Regions from separate parts of the Sus scrofa genome. Here region 1 is linked to region 2. The links are chromatin contacts, called in public HiChIP or PLAC-seq maps. All regions are on one chromosome and are shown on one strand. The core of a region is the stretch at or near the end of the contact, and the rest is flanking DNA. Distances in the headings are between cores, read along the strand shown.

What was found. HiChIP or PLAC-seq counts read pairs in DNA pulled down with a chosen protein or histone mark.
Region 1: a contact with region 2 is called in an H3K27ac HiChIP or PLAC-seq map of alveolar macrophages. The contact joins two enhancer-like sites. A contact is called at or near these places in 10 of 47 Hi-C or Micro-C datasets (blood, fetal liver, fetal skeletal muscle and 6 more) and 2 of 2 datasets of contacts at active chromatin or transcription factors (alveolar macrophages and skeletal muscle).

What each region holds. Positions count from the first base shown.
Region 1 is chr12:36,077,837-36,080,950 of Sscrofa11.1, reverse strand. It overlaps TUBD1 (tubulin delta chain), which reads left to right. Exons shown (of 6, transcript XM_013981124.2): 6 at 504-1,012. The coding sequence ends at 606. Among named protein-coding and RNA genes, the nearest start is that of MIR21, 14 kb to the right of the region's middle. Within about 2 kb of position 1,335, at least 16 of the 83 cell types and tissues checked have an H3K27ac peak or open chromatin away from gene starts, as enhancers often do. A contact at or near this core is called in alveolar macrophages, where this site is marked.
Region 2 is chr12:35,997,723-36,000,815 of Sscrofa11.1, reverse strand. No RefSeq gene overlaps it. Among named protein-coding and RNA genes, the nearest start is that of MIR21, 66 kb to the left of the region's middle. Within about 2 kb of position 1,760, at least 4 of the 83 cell types and tissues checked have an H3K27ac peak or open chromatin away from gene starts, as enhancers often do. A contact at or near this core is called in alveolar macrophages, where this site is marked.

The sequences.
Region 1 (3,114 bases), core at 86-2,585, 81 kb before region 2:
ACTAGCATCCATGAGGACGCAGGTTCAGTCCCTGGCACACGCTCAGTGGGTTAAAGATCTGGCGTGGCTGTGGCATAGGCCAGAGGCTACAGCTCCACTTCAGTCCTTAGCCTGGGAACCTCCATACGCCACAGGTGTGGCCCTAAAAAGACAAAAAAAAAAAGAGAGAGAATCAAGTTTACGCTGAACCCAGTTATAAACTCCTGTCAGTTGTTGAGTATGTGTTGGGTAGACAGTCAAATCTTGTGTCTGTCAAAAGAATATGCTTCTTTTTCCTATTTTCTTATTGTCACTGTCTTGGACACTAAAAAGACAGGGAGCTTGACATAAACCTTGAAAGTTCGCTGACTTGGAGTAAACATTGAAGCAAAGATAAGACTTTTAAGAGAGTTTGCCATCTCCCTTCGTGTGTTCATGAGCTAGGAGAGGTCTCTTTATTGTTTGACCTCAAGAGTTATTCATTTGCCTGAGATTTTTATTTCACACTTTGTTTCTCTCACCAGAGCCTACATTCATCAATACACAAAATACGGAATTGAAGAAGAGGATTTTTTGGAGAGTTTTACATTGTTAGAACAGGTGATTGCCAGTTATTGCAACCTCTGATTTTTGAACCTTAAGTCATTTTTGGACTAAAATATTTTCAATACTACTTTCTCTGTAAAGTTTTCAAATTTCCATCTACTAAAATAACAAAGTCAAATCCTGATTCCTTCCTGCATATTATAGCCACAGAAAGGGAGGAAAACCCGTTATGGTACCTGTTTTCAGTGAAAACATCTACTTAGTATCTTCCTTTGTAAGAAAAGAAAAAAAATTGGTGCTTCTTTAAATAACTTTGGCAACACTTTTCTGAGATGTTGGAACCCTAGAACAAAAAAGAGAGTATTCTGTTTTGTTCTTACAGCCTTAAATTAAACCTTCCCTCTTTATTCCTAAAAGTATTCACTAAATATGAGCTAAACTTTCATTGCACAATTTTAAATTAAGAAATAAAAATTCTGTATTTAAATATGTTCATCTTTTTTTTCGGGGGTGGGGGAGTCTTTTTAGGGCCACACCCGCAGCATGTGGTGGTGGAGGTTCCTAGGCTTGGGGTCCAATGGGAGTTGTACCTGCCGGCCTATGCCAGAGCCACAGCAATATGGGATCTGAGCCACGTCTGCGACCTACACCACAGCTCACGGCAACACCGGATCCTTAACCCACTGAGCAAGGCCAGGGATCAAACCTGAGCCCTGGTGGATACTAGTTGGGTTCATTAACCACTGAGCCAGACGGGAACTCCAGTACGTTCATCTTTGAAGTGAGTGTTTTGAACCACAAGAGGGAGCTGTTGTCAAATGCTATCATGTGAACATCCATTTTTATTTTGTTTTATTCTATGTAACAGTGTAAGATTTTCCACTCTAAGCAGCTATTTAAAAATAAATGTCAGGAGTTCCCCTCGTGGCGCAGTGGTTAACGAATCTGACTAGGAACCATGAGGTTGCAGGTTCGATCCCTGGCCTTGCTCAGCGGGTTAAGGATCTGGCATTGTCGTGAGCTGTGGCGTAGGTCGCAGACTCGGCTCGGATCCCGAGTTGTTGCTGTGGCTCTGGCGTAGGCTGGTGGCTACAGCTCCAATTCAGCCCCTAGCCTGGGAATCTCCATGTGCCGCGGAAGCTGCCCTAGAAAAGGCAAAAAAAAAAAAAAAAAAAAAAGAAAAAGACAAAAATAAAAATAAATGTCAGGATTTTGTTAGTAAATGTTTATCATGCTTAAATGTAAAAGTAAATAAGAAAATGTTTACTTTTATTTTTTTTTTTTAAACAAGTGGCCGCACCTGCTGCATAGGCAGGTTCCTGAGCCAGGTGTCGAGCCACAGCCACTGCAGAATCAACGCCGAGTAGTTAACGCTGTGAGCCATTCAGGAAGTCATACTTTGCTTTTCTTAAATTTTCTTGGCATCAGAAAGCATGGATTTTTCTTTTAGATCTTAAAACGCCAGAGCAGAAACTGATTTTATTCAACTGGTGCTTTAAAACTACTTATAGAGGAGTTCCCTTAGTGGCTCAGCAGTTAAGGAACCCCACTAGGATCCATAAAGATGTGGATCACTCTGGCCTCACTCTGTGGGTTAAGGATCAGGCGTTGCTGTGAGCTGTGGTGTAGGTCACAGACTTGGCTCAGATCTTGCGTTGTTGTGGCTGTGGCATAGGCCAGTGGCTGCAGCTCCAATTTGACTCTAGCCTGGGAACTTCCATATTCCACAGTGCAACTGTAAAAAGAAAAAATAAAAATCATTTTAAAAAATTACAGGTATTTAGCAGGTGTGGAAGATGGTTATATTATTTTCAGTAAAAGCAGTAAGAGCTTCCACCAACCACTTAACTAAGTTGGGAAAATGATCTCTAAGGAAATACTGTGCTAGATGAAACTGACACATACAGATGTGGGTTTCGCTCAGAAGGACAAAACACATTTGGAAATTGGCAACTGAGTTCAAAATGGTGTATTTCAATAAAACACATCACATGCACTATATTAACAAATGTAAAACGGGAACAAATAGGAACATTTGCCCTTTCTGCCAAATCTACTAGTGGTGACTTATTTTTATATGGAAAAATGACAGTTCACAGATTCACTATTTCTTCCTTTTCTTTCCATATGGAAATGATTACCTTTTTGCTGTTTTTCTTATCAACTGTTGCTATGATTTAAAATACTAAACCATATCTTATTTCTAAGGAATGTAAAAAGTGGTCTGTTCAGCTGCTAAAAGGCACACCCACTGCTGTTAACCCAAGAATACTTGAAAATAACTAAATCATAATTTTCACAAAATGAAGTTAAAAGTAATAGTTCAGCATTGCAGAGATGCAAAGACTGAAACAGTTTCCCCAACTAAACCAGTATTAACGAAGATGCGTAACTGAATTACCTCACGAGAGGGTAAGCTGATTTTGAGGAACCTTGTTACAAGCTTAAAGTCATAAGTGGAAATAATTCTATATTAATAGAATTAATAATTCTATATGTAAGTTACCAATAGGGACAAGTATATTTCTGATTTGGCAACTCATGGAATCAATGGCAGGTGACTAAATTCCAATAAGACAGAGCCCTGGG
Region 2 (3,093 bases), core at 511-3,010:
GAAAGTTTTGTTTTCAATTAAAAACACTATCCTTAGTTGATTTCTAAGGATAATAATGCTATTTTAAAAAGTCCACCTGTCCTTAAAAAAAAGTTTTTATTCCTCTCCAGGGTGGGTTTTGGGTCTCAGATTCCACTGAAAACCATGAACCCATTCCTCCAAAAAAAAAAAAAAAAAAAAAAAAAAAACCTATACATATTTATGCAGGAAAATACACTTAGAGATGTATCAAATAAGACAATTTTTAAAAATATTTCATTGGTTAATGATCAAATCTGGGGAGAGAGATGTATTTTATACACAAACTTTCAAAAATCTCTTTTATATCCTTTTTGTTGTTGTCTTTTTTGTCTTTTGAGGGCCGCTCCCACGGCATATGGAGATTCCCAGGCTAGGGATCCAATCGGAGCTACAGCTGCCGGCCTATGCCAGAGCCACAGCAACACCAGATCCAAGCCTCATCTGCGACCTACACCACAGCTCATGGCAACACCACTGAGCGAGGCCAGGGATCGAATCTGCAACCTCATGGTTCCTAGTCAGATTAGTTTCTGCTGTGCCAGACGGGAATTCCTATATCCTTTTTATTTATGTCTGTGTTGACTTCTATTGTTATTCGTAATGGAGTCTCAATCAGTCAATAATGTTCTTAGGAATTTTCCTATGAAGAAAAAACATCTATTTTATAACATTAAGATACAGGTTAATATAGGGAGTTCACAAAGCTGTGATCCTTAATCCACGGCGCTGGCCAGGGGTCAAACATGTACAACTGCAGAGACAACACCAGATCCTTAACCCACTGAGCCACAGTGGGAACTCATGAGTATAATCGTTTTATATTTCAGATTTTCTTTTTTTTTTTTCTTTGTCTTTTTGCCTTTTCTAGGGCCGCTTCCCACGACATATGGAATTCCCAGGGTAGGGGTCGAATCAGAGCTGTAGCCACCAGCCTACCCCAGAGCCACAGCAATGCAGGATCTGAGCCGAATCTGAGACCTACACCACAGCTCATGGCAACGCCAGATCCTTAACCCACTGAGCAAGGCCAGGGATCAAACCCGCAGCCCCATGGTCCCCAGTTGGATTCATTAACCACTGCACCACAACGGGAACTCCTATATTTCAGGTTTTCTAAATATTTTATACCAAACCATGGATGATTTTATTTTACATTGGCAGTTTTCTTCTTCAGAGTAACTACTAAAATTTTTACCTTAATCATAACCTCTTTAAGAGATAATTATTCAATTTTCCTCCCCACTGATCTTACTTGTGCAGCCTGTGCATGTTCCAACATCTCTTCAAATTCCTGATATTCTTCATCATCTGGTTCAGCACCTGAGAGGCGAGCTGCCCTGGCCATGAAATATGGAGGCAGCTCTCCGATTGCTGTACCGATACCCTATGTGAAAAATCAAAATACTTACATGAAATTCTCTTCCCAATACAGTGAGGCTAAGCAGATCAAATCTAAATTTTTCAGTATCACCAAAAGCATGTCAAGATGCATGTATTAGGGAGGAAAGGATATACTATATAATTGGGAGGACATAAGTCTGAATCCTGACTCTAATAATGACAATGACAAGCCAGATGACATAAAACTTTTAGACAATCTCTGGTACATTATGGACACTAAATTAATGTTAGTTCTCTAGTATCTCTACTTATATCCTCTGTTATTACTTTTTTGGCTGTACCCACAGCATGTGGAAGTTCCCAGGCCAAGGATGGAACTTGCACTTCAGCAGTAACCAGAGCCATAGAAGTGACAATGCTGAATTCTTAACCTGCTGAATCACCAGGGAACTCCCTCTGTTATTTTTTTTTTACATTTCTCTCTTTTTTTTTTTCCAATTTAGGGCCACACCCATGGCATATGGAGGTTCCCAGGCTAGGGGTCGAATTAGAGCTGCAGCTGTTGGCCTACACCACAGCTACAGCAACACCAGATCTGAGCCGTATCTGTGACCTACACAGCAGCTCACAGCAACACTGGATCCTTAACCCACTGAGCAAGGCCAGGGGATCAAACCTACGTCCTCAGGAACTACTTGTGTTCTTTTACCACTGAGTAACAATGGGAACCCCTACATCTCTTTTCATTTTGTTAATTTTAGAAATAGCACATGGTTTTCTATACTTGTGAAATGTTACAAGTTCTTTTTACATAGTAGTTGATTTACAATATTGTATTAGTTTCAGGTGTAAAACAGTGATTCAAAATTTTTATATATTTTTTTTATTTTTAATTTTTTAATTTTTGTCTTTTTGCCATTTCTTGGGCTGCTCCCGCGGCATATGGAGGTTCCCAGGCTAGGGGTCAAATCAGAGCTGTAGCCACCAGCCTTCACCAGAGCCACAGCAACGCGGGATCCAAGCCGCGTCTGCAACCTACACCACAGCTCACGGCAACACCGGATCCTTAACCCACTGAGCAAGGGCAGGGACCAAACCCGCAACCTCATGGTTCCTAGTCAGATTCGTTAACCACTGCGCCACGACGGGAACTCCGTGACAATGTTTTTTATGTCCTATGTTTGATATATTTTCAGAGGAAATATGATATGTTATCTGGGATATGCTTCAAAATAATTGTTAGCAGAGTGAGGAGGGGTCTAGATAAAACAATAAGTAACACCCAGGAGTTAACTTTATGTATTTATTTATTTTGTCTTTTTAGCTATTTCTTGGGCCGCTCCCACGGCATATGGAGGTTCCCAGGCTAGGGGTCGAATCAGAGCTGGAGCCACCGGCCTACACCAGAGCCACAGCAATGCGGGATCCGAGCCATGTCTGCAACCTACACCACAGCTCACGGCAACACCGGATCCTTAACCCACTGAGCAAGGGCAGGGACCGAACCCGCAACCTCATGGTTCCTAGTCGGATTCGTTAACCACTGCGCCACGACGGGAACTCCCCAGGAGTTAACTTTAGCTGAAGCTGGGTGATAATACACTGAATTACCTATATAATTCCCTGCATCAAAAAAAATTTTTTCATGACAAAAAATAGGAAGAAAAGTTAATTGCAACATTTTCTTCAAAATATGAACTTCTCTTAAAACCTGTTAAGTCAAATGTTCAA